Linked DNA regions of Mus musculus: all the other regions are linked to region 5. Evidence: chromatin contacts called from public Hi-C and HiChIP or PLAC-seq data. All regions are on one chromosome and are shown on one strand. Each heading gives the region's core, a stretch centred on a gene start, on an enhancer-like site or on the middle of the called end of the contact. The rest is flanking DNA. Distances are from core to core; before and after follow the strand shown. Region 1 has its middle 6.5 kb from the start of Gm2115. Region 2 overlaps Gm2115 (predicted gene 2115). Region 3 holds the start of Abhd17c (abhydrolase domain containing 17C). Region 4 overlaps Fah (fumarylacetoacetate hydrolase). Region 5 overlaps Arnt2 (aryl hydrocarbon receptor nuclear translocator 2).

Region 1 (2,746 bases), core at 1-2,500, 170 kb before region 5:
GGCATGGGGTTGGCTACTGTTTTCTGGGTTCCTTCCAGGTGGCAGGTTCCTGACTTCCTGGCCCTACAGAAAGAGAACTGGGTGTCTATGCTTCCAATCTATCCCAACCTTGTAGCCACAAAAGGAGCATATTCAGAGAGACCACTCTGCCACTTGTAATGCAGTTCAGGAAGACAATACCACCTTGTCTCCAGACCTGGAGTCCTTTTTAGTGTTCTCTCTTGTCCTCTGTGTTTCCTGCCTCTCCTATGAATACCATTTGAAGGCAATCAGTTTTACACACAGAAGATATTCCCTTTAGTGCCCAAGTCAGGGAACACCACTGCTTTGCACAGAGGTCAGCAGTGCTTTTCACCACATTCTAAATTGCTTAGAGCATCTTAAAAGATCTCCAGATCTTTCTCTAACCTCTTCTCTGATGTCCCTCCCTCGTTCATGCTTCTGCACTCCTGACAGCTCGCAAGCAATTTCCCTGTATTCCATTTTGTCCTACCCCCTGGGGCTTCTACTCAGACTGTGCTCTTCCTCCACTCTCTGCAGCGTCTACCCAGCCGGCTCCCTGCCTCACTCAATGATTTGTGACCTCCATGATGGTTCTCTTCTACATGATCATTCTCTTCCACCTGCTTCCATTGCACTTGCCTTGCTTCACGAACTTTCCTGCTCTTCTGTCATGTGACGTGTTTGCTGATACACCCCTGTTCTGTCTACCCATTAGCTGGGTAAACTTAAAAAGCAGAAATACCAGCTTGATTCTGTATCATTGGAGGCTTGTCTGAGTTGAGAGCGTAAAAGTCCAGATGCTGTTTTCAGAGGATGGATGAGGCTCTGACTCCTAGGAAAGCTCAACTTTGGATTTCACTCCTGTTTAGCCTTGCTGGAGCACAGACCAGCTGCAGTAGCCCTATAGAGAAAGGATGAGACACCCATCTCAGAAAAAAACTCTGGTTTCTAGCTCGGGAGCCACTTGGTGGCTACATATTAGATAATCTTCCATCCAGGCATGGATTTGGGCCAGTCACTTGCTGCCTTGGTCTCATTTTTTACACTGTACTGGGGTTGAGGCTGTTCTGAGAGCTTCCTGTTAGTGCTGACTTTCCTTTCTTTATCCCTGGATGGGTGGAGGGGGCAGCTTTTGAGGGAAGCTTTGGCAAATTCCCAGCTGTTGGCTGTTGTTTAGCCCAAGGTGCTGTTTATGCCTCTGTTCTGGGCTCTCTGCCTCTGCCAATGACACAGCATGGCCATTGTAGGGTCAGCTCCTCCTCCTGCCCATTCTGTGGGCTTCAGGGCCGCAGCATCCTGGCTGATGCATGCTTTTACTCTCAGAAGGCAAGACAGCAGAGAGAAGCAGACATTGGTGACAGCCTGTCCTTTCTCTTTGTACTTTGGGAGAGCTGATGGATGATCCAGCCTGAAATGGAGAGAATCAAGGGAAAGAGATGACTGCTGCCTGCTGGACCAGACTTATGTGTGCAGTGCTCACTCCTACGCATTCTGGGCACATCAACTATCAGCTTACGGGACAGAAGAGTGGGTGGCAAATTGTACCTGTTTTGCAGATGACAAAATAGAGGCAGAGAGAAGCATACCCCAGGTCTCAAGACTTCAGTTCCAAATACCAGAACCTGTGCTCTAGCCTTCCAAGTCCTTGCTTCATAGTTTCTGTTTACCTGGTACTCTGTCACACAGAAATGCAAAGTGTCATTGAGTAGCTAAGTAGCATCTTCCCTGGGTTAATGCCTCCTGAGGTTCTGTCAAGCCGTGGACTCAGAATATTTAGCTAGCAAGGAAAGACTAGAGAACTTAACTGCTTTCGGTCCCTAAGAGTCAATAGTGCAGAGGAGGGGGAAAGACCCAACAAGAGGAGATCCATCAAGGCAGAATATCAGCCCAACAACTCTCTTCCCTTATACTTAAAAAGGGCATGCAATGCTGCTTCTACCTGCTTGAAATCTTGTGACTACTCCATGAAGAGGAGGAGCGGAGTGTGAGGGAGAGGGCATGGTGTGGGGAGTACCCTATTCACCAATCCTTTGTTACCTTTTCAAGAAGATGAGTTCTTAGCATGTGAGGTGTGGGGTGCCTACATCTTGGACTTCAATCTCAGGGAGTGTGAGGAGGGGAGCTGAAGGTTCAAGTGGAATGAATTATTCTGCCTGATAAAAAGACATGAATGCAGTCAGGAAAACAGCAGGGAGAGGGAAGGGAGACAGAGGCAGAGAGCAAGCTTGTTGGAAATGATTCAGAGCTGAGCTGTGAAGATGTCAGAGGTATGACTGGAGTAGCCCAGAGAGAAGCCAGAGTGAGTCAAGACAGTGGCATTTGAAGCAAAGTGGGGTGAGGGAAAGAGACATGATGTGATGTGAGCAGGCTTTCAGGAAAGCCATAAGCTTTCAGGCATGCCATATTGTACACCCCCACCTGATCCCTGCAGAGATAATCAACCGTCTTTCAAAGTCTAGCTTGATATGGACAGTTGGTAGGCTCTACTCTGTGGAGATCTCACTGTGCCGGAGAGTGAAGGTCGTTGGGGAAAAAAGGCCTCCAGGGCCATGAAAAGCCAAAGGTGAAAACTTGATAATTGTCATGAATTCTTAATTTGGTTCTGCTACTTGCCTAAGAACATGCCATCTCTATACTCTTCCCTCAAAGTCTCAGGCTTCCTATCTCTAAATGTGGATAAAATTATATCTTTATTTTAGGTGTGTTGTGAGGGTTAAACTGTTAAAAAAACAAAAAAAAAAAC
Region 2 (2,700 bases), core at 81-2,580, 200 kb before region 5:
TTGCTTAAAGCTCTACTGAGAGGATCTCAACTCTTCCCTATAGTGTTGCTAAATGGCCTATGTTAAAGTTTATTGTTTCTTAGAAAAATTGTAAGTCCATTCTGGGTTTTACCTGGTCTTTGTCTACCAGTTGCTCTTCAGCATCTTTCTATACCACCCTCCTCTGCCCATACCTGTGCCTTTTGTTTTAATCTTCTAGAGATGGAGAAACATGCTAGGTGTCTGCCACGCCATCTTTTCTTCCTGCTAAAGGACATTATCATTGCTTGTAGAGATTATTCATTCTGTTCAGATGCCCACAGAACAATGATTTAATATACATTTACAAAGAATATTCACAAACATATATATAAATTCTAAAAAATTTAAATTGTATGGGCAGCCATTCTAACCAGAAAGAATTAAACAAATGAACAAACTGATAGCTTTATGATTCAAATGTCATTAAAATAATTATTGGGTTAATGATAGAGTGTAATTACAGAATATTTAGAAAATCACTCTATGAGACTAGGATATAGTAAAACCCATTGGGCAAGATGAGTGACAGCTGTTTACTATACTCAGAGACAAAATCGTGATGTTCACCAGAGAACAAGAGGAAACGAATGCAGTGAACCAAATACTCAACCAAAGAAGGTACACAAACAGCACCAAGGGCATCTGGAAGATAAGATTAGCAGAGTTAAGAGTGGTAGCTAATAACTGATAAAGCAAACCAACCAAATTAAAAACAAGCCCATCAGCAGGTTCTTTGTTAAAGTCTGAATCTAGACAAACTTGAGATAAGTTTACTCTAGAAGAGAAGAACCAAATACACACCCCTAGGAAGGAAATGAGCTATCTCTCTCTCTCTCCATAGATAGATAGATAGATAGATAGATAGATAGATAGATAGATAGATAGATAGATAGATAGATAGATAAAAACCCTAATGAGCTGATTCTGTGTAAAACTCAACCAAGACACAGGAAAACATCAACAATAATGCTTTTCCAGGGGAAAAAATTAAATGGTCAAAATTGAGTGAAAATCTCAAACTAAACAACCATATGTAATGTTTGTCCTGAGTGTTTCCTGGCAATGAGTTGGATTAAGTCCCAGTAGGTAGGTCAAGTCCAAATTCATAAAGCTGACTATCATCCTGCAAGGATCATGGGCTACCCTTGAAACAACTCTGGATCAGGGTCACGCATTCTTTTTCTGGAAACACTGGGGTTGTACATCTACTAGACATGTTTCTCCTCATGGGTCCTAAAGCAACAACAACATATTTCCTGCTAGTACTTCTATTAAGCTGCTCTGCTAGGGTACCTATTTTGAATATTTGGCTTATGACTAAAGCACCACAGGGTACGTATTTATGACCAAAGGGCTAATCACTTCCAGATGGAGTGTCCCTTGAAGACAAAGGCTGGCCTGGAAAAACTCACAAAACAACTAGGAAGTTAGCTCCAGACACATCCACATAATTCCTTCAGTGTAAGGTTGGGGATCCTAATCTTCTTCAGCCCTCTCCCACGACTCCTAATGTCATCGCTCCATCCATCTGCTTACCCATTTGGGCTACATTGCTGGGACAGTAGCTGGGCTTTCAGGATGGCTGAATTCAGACCTGTCCCAGAACTCACAGCATTAGGAGTTTAAAGCAACCTCTCTTTTTTTCTACTTTTTCCATTAATGAATTTATTTATTCACATTGCATCTTGATTGCAGGCCCCTTCTCCTCCCATCCTCTCTCTCCTTCTCCTCTGAGAAGGGGGAGGTCCTCCTGGATACCAACCCACCCTGACACATCAAGTCACAGCAGGACTAGGAGTTAGCCACAGTTCCTGCTCTGCTCCAAGAGCAACTTCTCTTTACCTAAGGCAGTAGATGGCTCTTCTCCCTTTGATGGTTCCATTACTGGGGTTTCATAGCTCTTTCCTCTGGATTTTTGTTTAGGGAACTATGGGCTACTGAAGCAAACTTCTATATCTTCAGTCCTTCAGAGAAAGAAGAGGACCATCACTTAAGTCTTCATTTCTAGGGGCCCTTTTGTATATGTTCCTGGATCTTTCTGGCATCTTCCAAAATATTGTCATTAAAGTTTATGTCTCAGAAAGAAATGGTAAATTCAATCTTTCTGTTTATTCATCCACTTAGAACCAAGATGATATGTTTTTTAATTCTGTGTTTATCTCAGCTTTCATTAAAGAACTTTGAAGGCAGTGTTTCCATTCTCCAAGGCCCTACCATACTCTATAGAACATATTTTTTCTGGCTTTGCTCATACTAGACACAGGGCAAAAGCACGCTGTTTTTTAATAGTACTTTCCCTAAATTAATCGGATCCTTTCTGCAGAGCTCTACTGAGATTCCGCATTCCTGTAATTGGCAAAAGCTAAAGGTTTGCAAGTTAGAGAAGAGGTACTTCTTGCTTCAAGACCATCTTTCATTTGTTTCCATACATTGAGATCTTGACCATTCCTCCTTAAACTTTACAACTGTTAAATGGCAGCAGGGCCAACCAGTTCACCCATCCTTCACTGTCATTGCAAAAGTAATGTGGGCCTTGTTTACAAATCATCTGTCTTTTCATATAGAACTAGAAACAATCAAAATTCAATGCATCGAGGCTGTTTTAGAGTTTAAGAGAACCAGACTCAGGCAGAGCAAGAGACCTGATCAAGAATCTCCTTATGTCCCCTCAGGGAACCA
Region 3 (2,700 bases), core at 113-2,612, 200 kb after region 5:
GATTCAGTGAAGATACGGCCTTTGAAAACTCAGTCCACAAGGTTACTACTTAAAGTGGTACTGGTAAATCAATTTATATTAGGATGCTCAAAATTCTTTTTGTTTAAAAAATGTTGTAATCCTTCTTGGGACATTTATGAGGTCTGGAATGGTGACTGCCCACTGGGGCTCTGGTTGTATTCATTGCAGGTAGCCTAAAATGACCTCCTACCCCTGAAAGGAAAGCCTGGTGCCAAAGTCCAGAGGAGAGGCTCTGCCAACCGGACACCAGGGTTCACACGGTTTCAGAAGCCCTGAGAGTTATATTTGGAAAATCACTTAAAGCCTATAGCCAAGACAATAGTGGATTAAAATCGTTGTAACATGTCTTTCATGATTAAAAAGTCTGGCGCCAAAACAGTTCTAGAGAAACTAACATCAAAAAGGACAGATATGGAGTATCCAGTTGGCACCACAGGGGATGATGTAAGGGATGGGGGTGAGAGAGGACCGTGTTGACACCATTTGTTGTAAAACCAACAGGCTCTGCTGTAATTGTTATTACAGAAAGACCTGCGTAGCTGTACATACCCAACAGCCGCCTGCAACACGGGAACACGTACGAGATGGACCAGAGCATTTATGGTAGTGGCTGTTCAAGAAGTCTTGAATCTCAGCAAGTGGTGGTAGAGGCTAGAAGCATGTGAGTTCTAAACCAGTGTAGGCTAAACTGTCTCAAACAACCAAAAGAGAAAAAAATAGCATTGATTAGAGGAAAGCAAGGCATTTTTAATGTACTCAATTCTCTTTCTCAATAATTATCTTTTACATAAATTCCCAATAACTCCACCAGGACAGAAAGCTGGTTTTGGAGAACTGAATCCTAAAGTATCTGCACACCTACCTTTTCAATCCAGGATTGTCCCAACCGCTCTAATCTCTTCAGACCCCCGCCCCAATCGCGCTAAGCCCCGCCCCAGACTCCAGAGCCTCGCTTCGGACCGGGGAGTTTGTTCTAACGAGTAGCCCCGCCCAGATGCGCTAACTCCCGCCCAAGAGGCGGGAGCCCCGCCCAGCCCGGGGAGTCCTGCTTCAGACTGGGGCGTCCGTTCCGATGGGTAGCCCCGCCCGCCTGTGGGGGCGCGCGGCGCGGTAACCCGGAAGTGGCAGTAGCGTGCGGGGGCGGGGCGGCGCGCTGGAGCGGGCCATGGCCGCCGCCGCCGCGGGCTTTGTGTGCCGCGCGCGAGCCCCGGCCGTCCGCACCTCGCCGGGGCTGCGGGGCTGCCGCTGACCCGCCCCGCTCGCCGCGCCGCGCCCGCCTGGCCCCGCCCCTGGCCTCTCCGCCTTCTCGGCCGGCCTCCAGTTCTCGGCGCTCTCCCTCTGCGCTCCCTGCGCTTCCCTCCCGCCCGCGGCGGGCGCCAGGCCGCCCCGATGCCCGAGCCCGGCCCCAGGATGAACGGCTTCTCGCTCGGCGAGCTGTGCTGGCTCTTCTGCTGCCCTCCTTGTCCGAGCCGCATCGCCGCCAAGCTGGCCTTCCTGCCGCCCGAACCCACCTACACGGTGCTGGCGCCCGAGCAGCGCGCGCCCGCTCCCGCGGCGACCCCCGCGCCCGCCCCGGCGGCGCAGCCCGCTCCGGCCGAGGAGGGTGCGGGCCCCGGCGCGTGCAGCCTGCACCTGAGCGAGCGCGCCGACTGGCAGTACTCGCAGCGCGAACTGGACGCCGTCGAGGTCTTCTTCTCGCGCACGGCCCGCGACAACCGGCTGGGCTGCATGTTCGTGCGCTGCGCGCCCTCCAGCCGCTACACGCTGCTCTTCTCGCACGGCAACGCCGTGGACTTGGGCCAGATGTGTAGCTTCTACATCGGCCTGGGCTCGCGCATCAACTGCAACATCTTCTCTTACGACTACTCGGGCTATGGTGTGAGCTCCGGCAAGCCCTCCGAAAAGAATCTCTACGCTGACATCGACGCCGCGTGGCAGGCACTGCGCACCCGGTGAGCCCCGAGCCACGGTTGGGGTGCGGGCTTGTGCTCCCGGATTGTTGCATTCGCTCGAGATTGCAACAGCCCTCGGGGATGGAGAGCTCAGACTTAAAGGGTCCTGCCTGCTTTTCACTGGCCCGCGCGGCCTGGAGTCTTTGTGGCTCCGGTTAAACGCACGTGGCCGCTGTGGGGGATGCCAATGTACCGGCCAAACCAACTTGGTTGGGCTTGAGTTGTGTCTTGAGCTACGCGCAGACCCCGAAGGTCTGGTAGAAGTGACCTTGGGGTTTTCAGAGCCCTTGACAGCTGGGGAGAGACGATGACCTCTAAAAGACTTTCCAAGTAGAAAGTGTCCCTGGGGCGATGCCTGTGCAGCCCTTAAGGCTGGGTCGGGTCGGGTGTGGGGAGGACTTTGCCTCCTGGTCCCGCAGAGTATGTGGCACTGGGAGATCAGGAAGTTAGCTGAAGAACCTTCCCTAAACACCACCAGTAGCGCAGAGTGTTATAGGCGTGAGGAAATCTCTTGACCTTGAGTTAGCGTTCATAAAACTGGAAAGTATTTATTCAGGGTCTTTTATATGCTAAGCACAAATTGTTATATTCTGAGGACAGACCAGGTTGGGGGGGGGGGGAACTAACTTAAGTTTTACTCTGAACTTAGACATTTGGTTTGCGGGAAAGTCAAGTGACCTGACCAGTTTTGGTGCTTGTGACCTTCCCATGCAATCCCCATAGCACA
Region 4 (2,700 bases), core at 33-2,532, 240 kb before region 5:
CACTTAGTTTCCCTTAGACATGATTGCTAGATGTTCTCTTGGTCCATGGCTATTGGACAGATGCCATTCCTTTTGGGATAGGTAGGGCTGTGAAGTCAACTTGTCAATCCTCCTGGAATGAGCACCCCTGATGTTTTCATTCTTTACAAGTGTCATATACTGTCAGATGTGAGGGTATGGAGCCTGGAATACAGAGGAAGAATCAGAAAGGCCTGGGGTGCCCTGGGGCTAGGGGGGAAAGGGCTCATGTGAGTAGACTTCCCACCTTAGAGACCCAGGGAAGTAATGCCAGGTCCTCAGGCAGCCCTAGTCCCTGGTTGAACTTTGAAAATATTTTCCCTTTGCTCTGTAAGCCACAGTGACCCAGAGCATCGGGTCATCTAGATTCTTACCAACTTTCTCCATGGCAGGCTTTCTTCGTAGGCCCTGGGAACAGATTCGGAGAGCCAATCCCCATTTCCAAAGCCCATGAACACATTTTCGGGATGGTCCTCATGAACGACTGGAGCGGTAATGCCTGGTGGCCCAGCTTCCTCTGATGTTCTGTTCTTAGGGGCACACACAGGAGTTGGGTATGGGACAGGAGGCCTAAGTACTACAGGGGTGATACCATGCAGACTTCTGACTCTGTGGGTGTGGGGCAGTCACAGCTTCCCTGAGTAGCTTTCTCATAAGTGGAAGGATGGAGCTGACAGAACCTAAAGCTTTATCAAGCCCTACACACTCCACTCACTGTTGCCAGCACCATCAGCTGCTGATGAAGAGCTGTACATGGAGGGATTTTAGTCAGTGGCTGAATTGAGCCTTACTATTCATCAGCCCAGCATCTGAGTCCCAGCTCTACACCCTGATACCATGTGTAAGAGGAAGTGGGTCCAGAAATCTCAGGAGAGGGCCTTCCCCCATTCAGGCCCTTGGTAGGGACTGTCCTGTCATCCTTCATTGTTCCCTAGCACAGCACCTCCAAGGACCTCTGTCTTCATACTGAATACCTTTCTGTTTGTTCCCTGGGAGATCTGGTTGGCCAGAGCCATGTAGAGAGGTCCATGTAGGTCAAGGACAGGAAGCAGCTTGGAGTGAGTCTGTAAGCCACGGTGAGACCTAAGCTTGCTGTCTTTTCATAGCACGAGACATCCAGCAATGGGAGTACGTCCCACTTGGGCCATTCCTGGGGAAAAGCTTTGGAACCACAATCTCCCCGTGGGTGGTGCCTATGGATGCCCTCATGCCCTTTGTGGTGCCAAACCCAAAGCAGGTAAGCACCCTTCTGCTGAAAACTCTGCTCTAAGTTCCGGCTTCCGCCCTTTCCTGTTGCCCTCTGATACTGAGACATGGTGATGCTTGGTGGATCCTGCATTTTGTTTTGTGCAATGGCTCCCTCTAGAGTCTAATTTGCAGAATGCATTTTGGAATAGAGGCTATAAGGGAAAAGGTGTGTGTGTGTGTGTGTGTGTGTGTGTGTGTGTGTGTGTGTGTGTGTCCAACAGGGTTCCCAGTGCAATATCCCACCCCTTCATTACAGTCACCCAGCTCTTATGGCCAATGCCTTGAAGGCCCTAACTTCTCTCAAACACGGCTCTGGTAAATGACCTATCTGGTCCTCCCACATCTCTGGGTCTAAATCTCCAGAGGGCTCTGCTCTGCTCCTGGCTCCCTGCCTTCCCTCCCCACACTCTCCCTGGCATTGTCTCACCAGCTGTGTACTGCTGCACTTTCTCCCTCACCCATCCATGTCATTTTATGCATGAACACTCTTGGGACTTTCCCCTGCAAATTGGTTCTTCATAAAAGTCCCTGCAGTTCCATTCTGTCTCCTTGGATCTTCCCCAACACTTCCCACCACAGCACCCACGTCTCCCCTCTGGTGGTCTCCCTCCTCTTTGTCTCTGTCCCTCCACTGTCCTTCTCATCTTCTGGCCACCCAGGACCTGTTGGGCTCCTGCTTTAATGGTCCCCATCCTCCTTCACAGTCCTTCGCCCAGCTCTATCTTCACAGAGATGATTGGATGCTGACTGCCTCCATCCTTCCCAAGGACTGTTTAAGTACAGCTGTCACCATTCCTGCCCCTTCCCAACGAATCAGCAGGGTTTTCTCTAAAGTAGTTTCTAATTTAACCCTTAGTACACTGGGAAGGAGCTGTACTCCCCACAAGCATCACTGGTCACACTGTCACCATTAAAAACGCATAGTCGTTCAGACTACCCAGAGTTATCTTATGTCCTGCTAAATGATTTTTGTGTTGTATTTTGGAACAACACTGTTTGTTCAATGTGCAGCACTCTGCCTGGACATCAATGGCCTTCCCAGCTGTTCCAGCACCAAAGATGGCTGCCAGCTTCACTGCTGCCAGGGACTCTGCCTTCCAGGGCATCCACCTTGCCCTCACTATTGTCCTAGCTTTTCCTTACAGGTTCTGTGGCCAATCTCTGACCTCTCATTGTCCCCCTCCCAAGTCTATCCTCCCTCAGCTTCCTGAAGCATTGTTACTTCCTGTGATCTCTAACCTATTTCTCTGTACATTCACCCATCAGCTTATTTTCTCAAGTGTGGCATGTGTGACCTTCTGACCAAGGGCAGTGTACAGGACTTCTCCAGTTCACATCTGTCACTGCTGCCATATGTCACACTCTGTATTGGAGAGCAGAGGCTGCTGGGAACTCAGCCCCCACTGACAGCTACAGCTTTGATGTGCTCTTGCC
Region 5 (2,700 bases), core at 70-2,569:
ATATACAAGTCATGACTCCAGGTTTCCAATGAACTCCAGTAGACTCAGGATCTAGACCACCCTTTTCTTTCACCTGATGCTGGCCTGATCCGAAGCTTGCCTAGCAGGGCTGGAACCCTTTACTACACCACTCAGTTCTTCCTATATCTATTCTGTAGGGTATTGAGTAAAGAAAACTCTGTCAAAATGAGGATGACAAACTATCCTGACTTGCTTGTGACTGTTTCAGCACCAAAGTCCTGGAGTCCAAGAAGACCTGCCCTTGGTCACTCCAAGCATCTCATTGATCTTTAGGCCTGGATTGAGGGCCAACTAGTCAGTTATGTTTTGTAGGAGTTTGCTTATTTATTATAATCCTATCAAAGGCCCTTGAGATGGCTCAGTGGTATGGGCACTTGCTGCCATGCCTAATGACCTAAGTTACATAACCATATCCACAGATAGAAGGAGAAAGCCTAATCTCTCACATGTCCTCTATCTCCACAGGCAAACGCAAGAGTGGAAGAGCTTGCTCTTTCTCGAGCGTGCTCTGCTCTCTCTCTCTCTCTCTCTCTCTCTCTCTCTCTCTCTCTCTCTCTCAATGTTACAGAAGCTGTGATATCAAATTGAACTGAATGGGATTTTAAAAATAACTGTGTATATTACACCTATTTACGGTTTTGATGAATCCAGGCACAAATCATTTGGAATTTTGAAAACGTAGGTAGTTTATGAAGGCAGAAAAGGTGATCTTTCCCTTTACAAGCACTAGGTGGCAGTGTGGCTCTGCAAAAATGCAACTGACCTCAGTTAAACATTTTTGGTGGTTATTTTCCACAGGCAATTTCCAGGAAGGTGAGATGATAGCTTAGTAATTATACAGGATATTAATGAGCTTTCTTTATTTAGAATTCCCACATTCAGCTCCATTTGTCCTGTAGACAGCTCTGGCCCAGGGCTGAACTTCCAAAGCCATGCTGTGGAGAGCGATACATGGTCATCTCGCGGGTGACATGCATGTGGTCTTCTGTCTTTTCCCTTCATCCTGTCCATCTCCGTTCCTCTTTGTACAGAGGAATTTCTTTCATCACAACTGCCATTTTTGTTGTGAGGACAGTTGGGTTTTGAGGACCAAGGATCTAAGTGGATGAGGGATCCCGTCAGGGAATTCTGGACATGTCAACTCAGGCTGCACTGCATATAATCCAGAGCAAAGACATGCAAAAGCTGTCCTCATTCCCTTCATTTTGCCGTATCTGATCCTAGTTCCTAGGTCCCTCGAGTTCTTGCTTAGCCACACATCTCACTGGGGCTCATCTTGAGGTATGTGGACAAGTATGCTCTTTATGTGTAACATGACTGCCTCCTGGTGGCCTGGGTGCCCCATGCATTTCCTGGGTCACTTATTCAATCCCTCAAAGACTAGGAAATGAAGTTCACCCTCCCTATGAGGGACCAGAAGGTGTGGCCTCTGTAACTGTGGTCTTCTGGCACATACTTCATTCTCTGCTTGTTTATTGTTTGAGCCGAATCTCACTGGGTATTCTCCATTCTCATAATAAACTGCTAAAACATGGAATTCCTCAGACCTCCAGTCAGGCAGCCAGCCTCTCTCCTGCTTGGATCATGAGACTATATCTCACCAAATCCTTCAGGCCTACTAAAAACAAGCAGGGTGATATAGGGTCTGCAGATGGATGCCACACTCAAGAGCCATGCTGACTGCTCATTTCCTACCGCAGAAACTCTGGGTGCACTTGATCATGGTTATGTTCCCCTCTGCCCTAACATCTTCCAACCTGTGTGTGCTGACATCAGAAGCACTTGGGCCTTTAAGAAGGATCATTTGGAGTGTTAGTTCAGTAAGAATTCACCAAAACATTGATATTAACAAGGGGAGGCCCAGCAGAGAAGAATCTCAAGAGTAATTCTGTGAGCTTCAACGAGCAGACAACCAGCTTCAGTGATTTTGGTATCAAAGGCCCATTTCCTCCTCAACAGCCTGTTTGATCCTGGGTGTAACAGGCTGGTTTTCTTGAAGGACCTTTGCCCTGAGGTTGGTAGAGACTCACCAAGTCACAAGCAGTATTCTCAGACAGCTTCACTGTCCCCTGATATTATGTCATCGCCCTTTGAACTTACTGTCTTCCAAATCCCTTGAGCAATATACCATAAAAGTAAGAAATTAAGTGCTGGTATAGAATACATGATGTGGATGGACCCACATACTCCAGGGATGATGGCAGACAAGAAACATTGATGCCTTCACACAACATGGCCTGAGTCATCCATTGGTGACCTGAGAAGCGTCAAAGGGGGACAAGTTGACACTTGAGTATTCCTATTTCTGACCAGAGAACTAATAGTGAGTGTACTGGAGACCTTTTGTTTGTAATTTTTTTCTCTTGAGACTCTGCGGATACTGTTTAGCATGGCCAAAGGTCGGAAGCATTGAGCAGCGATGTGATGGGGTGAAAATTGGAAGCATTGCATAGCGATGTGATGGGGTGAAGACTCCCCTGCGTTCACAGCTCATGTAACCAATTAGAGTCCTCTGAGAGTTATAACTAGTTCTTACCTGTGCCTTTGACTTTCCAGAATGGACTTCGATGACGAAGATGGTGAAGGTCCCAGTAAATTCTCAAGGTGAGTTTATTTTACCTTTCTTAAGCCAGTAGCCAGCAGTCACATGACTGTCATGAACAGGCACTTAGTGCCTTT

What was found. HiChIP or PLAC-seq counts read pairs in DNA pulled down with a chosen protein or histone mark. A called contact is a pair of places that touch in the nucleus more often than the background predicts.
Region 1: a contact with region 5 is called in a CTCF HiChIP or PLAC-seq map of the NIH/3T3 cell line, with 17 read pairs. The contact joins two enhancer-like sites. A contact is called at or near these places in 1 of 15 datasets of contacts at CTCF or cohesin (the NIH/3T3 cell line) and 1 of 9 other capture datasets (adipose tissue).
Region 2: a contact with region 5 is called in a CTCF HiChIP or PLAC-seq map of the NIH/3T3 cell line, with 13 read pairs. The contact joins two enhancer-like sites. A contact is called at or near these places in 1 of 15 datasets of contacts at CTCF or cohesin (the NIH/3T3 cell line), 1 of 484 Hi-C or Micro-C datasets (nephron progenitors) and 1 of 115 datasets of contacts at active chromatin or transcription factors (the NIH/3T3 cell line).
Region 3: a contact with region 5 is called in a Hi-C map of cortical neurons, with 3 times the contacts expected there. The contact joins the promoter of Abhd17c here to the enhancer-like site in region 5. A contact is called at or near these places in 9 of 39 promoter capture datasets (the 3T3-L1 cell line, 3T3-L1-derived adipocytes, cranial neural crest and 4 more), 1 of 15 datasets of contacts at CTCF or cohesin (the NIH/3T3 cell line), 12 of 484 Hi-C or Micro-C datasets (the 3T3-L1 cell line, the HL-1 cell line, adipose-derived mesenchymal stem cells and 8 more), 3 of 115 datasets of contacts at active chromatin or transcription factors (extraembryonic endoderm stem cells, microglia and stem cell-derived neural progenitor cells) and 2 of 9 other capture datasets (adipose tissue and liver).
Region 4: a Hi-C map of neural progenitor cells shows a contact between it and region 5, with 5 times the contacts expected there. The contact joins two enhancer-like sites. A contact is called at or near these places in 1 of 15 datasets of contacts at CTCF or cohesin (the NIH/3T3 cell line), 25 of 484 Hi-C or Micro-C datasets (the G1E-ER4 cell line, Th1 cells, Th2 cells and 16 more) and 1 of 9 other capture datasets (liver).

Annotation. Positions count from the first base shown.
Region 1 is chr7:84,521,060-84,523,805 of GRCm38.p6, reverse strand. No RefSeq gene overlaps it. Among named protein-coding and RNA genes, the nearest start is that of Gm2115, 6.5 kb to the left of the region's middle. Within about 2 kb of position 1,250, at least 54 of the 459 cell types and tissues checked have an H3K27ac peak or open chromatin away from gene starts, as enhancers often do. A contact at or near this core is called in the NIH/3T3 cell line, where this site is marked.
Region 2 is chr7:84,556,226-84,558,925 of GRCm38.p6, reverse strand. All of the region lies in intron 1 of Gm2115 (predicted gene 2115), which reads right to left. Among named protein-coding and RNA genes, the nearest start is that of Gm2115, 29 kb to the right of the region's middle. Within about 2 kb of position 1,330, at least 28 of the 459 cell types and tissues checked have an H3K27ac peak or open chromatin away from gene starts, as enhancers often do. A contact at or near this core is called in the NIH/3T3 cell line, where this site is marked.
Region 3 is chr7:84,150,555-84,153,254 of GRCm38.p6, reverse strand. Abhd17c (abhydrolase domain containing 17C) reads left to right here and starts at 1,362. Exons shown (of 3, transcript NM_133722.2): 1 at 1,362-1,973. The coding sequence starts at 1,411. LOC117997403 (a long non-coding RNA gene) reads right to left here and starts at 1,115. Exons shown (of 3, transcript NR_169136.1): 1 at 884-1,115; 2 at 571-709.
Region 4 is chr7:84,593,268-84,595,967 of GRCm38.p6, reverse strand. It overlaps Fah (fumarylacetoacetate hydrolase), which reads left to right. Exons shown (of 14, transcript NM_010176.4): 8 at 411-510; 9 at 1,125-1,255. Among named protein-coding and RNA genes, the nearest start is that of Fah, 11 kb to the left of the region's middle. Within about 2 kb of position 1,282, at least 69 of the 459 cell types and tissues checked have an H3K27ac peak or open chromatin away from gene starts, as enhancers often do. A contact at or near this core is called in neural progenitor cells, where this site is marked.
Region 5 is chr7:84,354,445-84,357,144 of GRCm38.p6, reverse strand. Arnt2 (aryl hydrocarbon receptor nuclear translocator 2) reads left to right here. Exons shown (of 19, transcript NM_007488.3): 3 at 2,578-2,625. Among named protein-coding and RNA genes, the nearest start is that of Gm30873, 19 kb to the right of the region's middle. Within about 2 kb of position 1,319, at least 26 of the 459 cell types and tissues checked have an H3K27ac peak or open chromatin away from gene starts, as enhancers often do. A contact at or near this core is called in the NIH/3T3 cell line, cortical neurons, neural progenitor cells and 1 more, where this site is marked.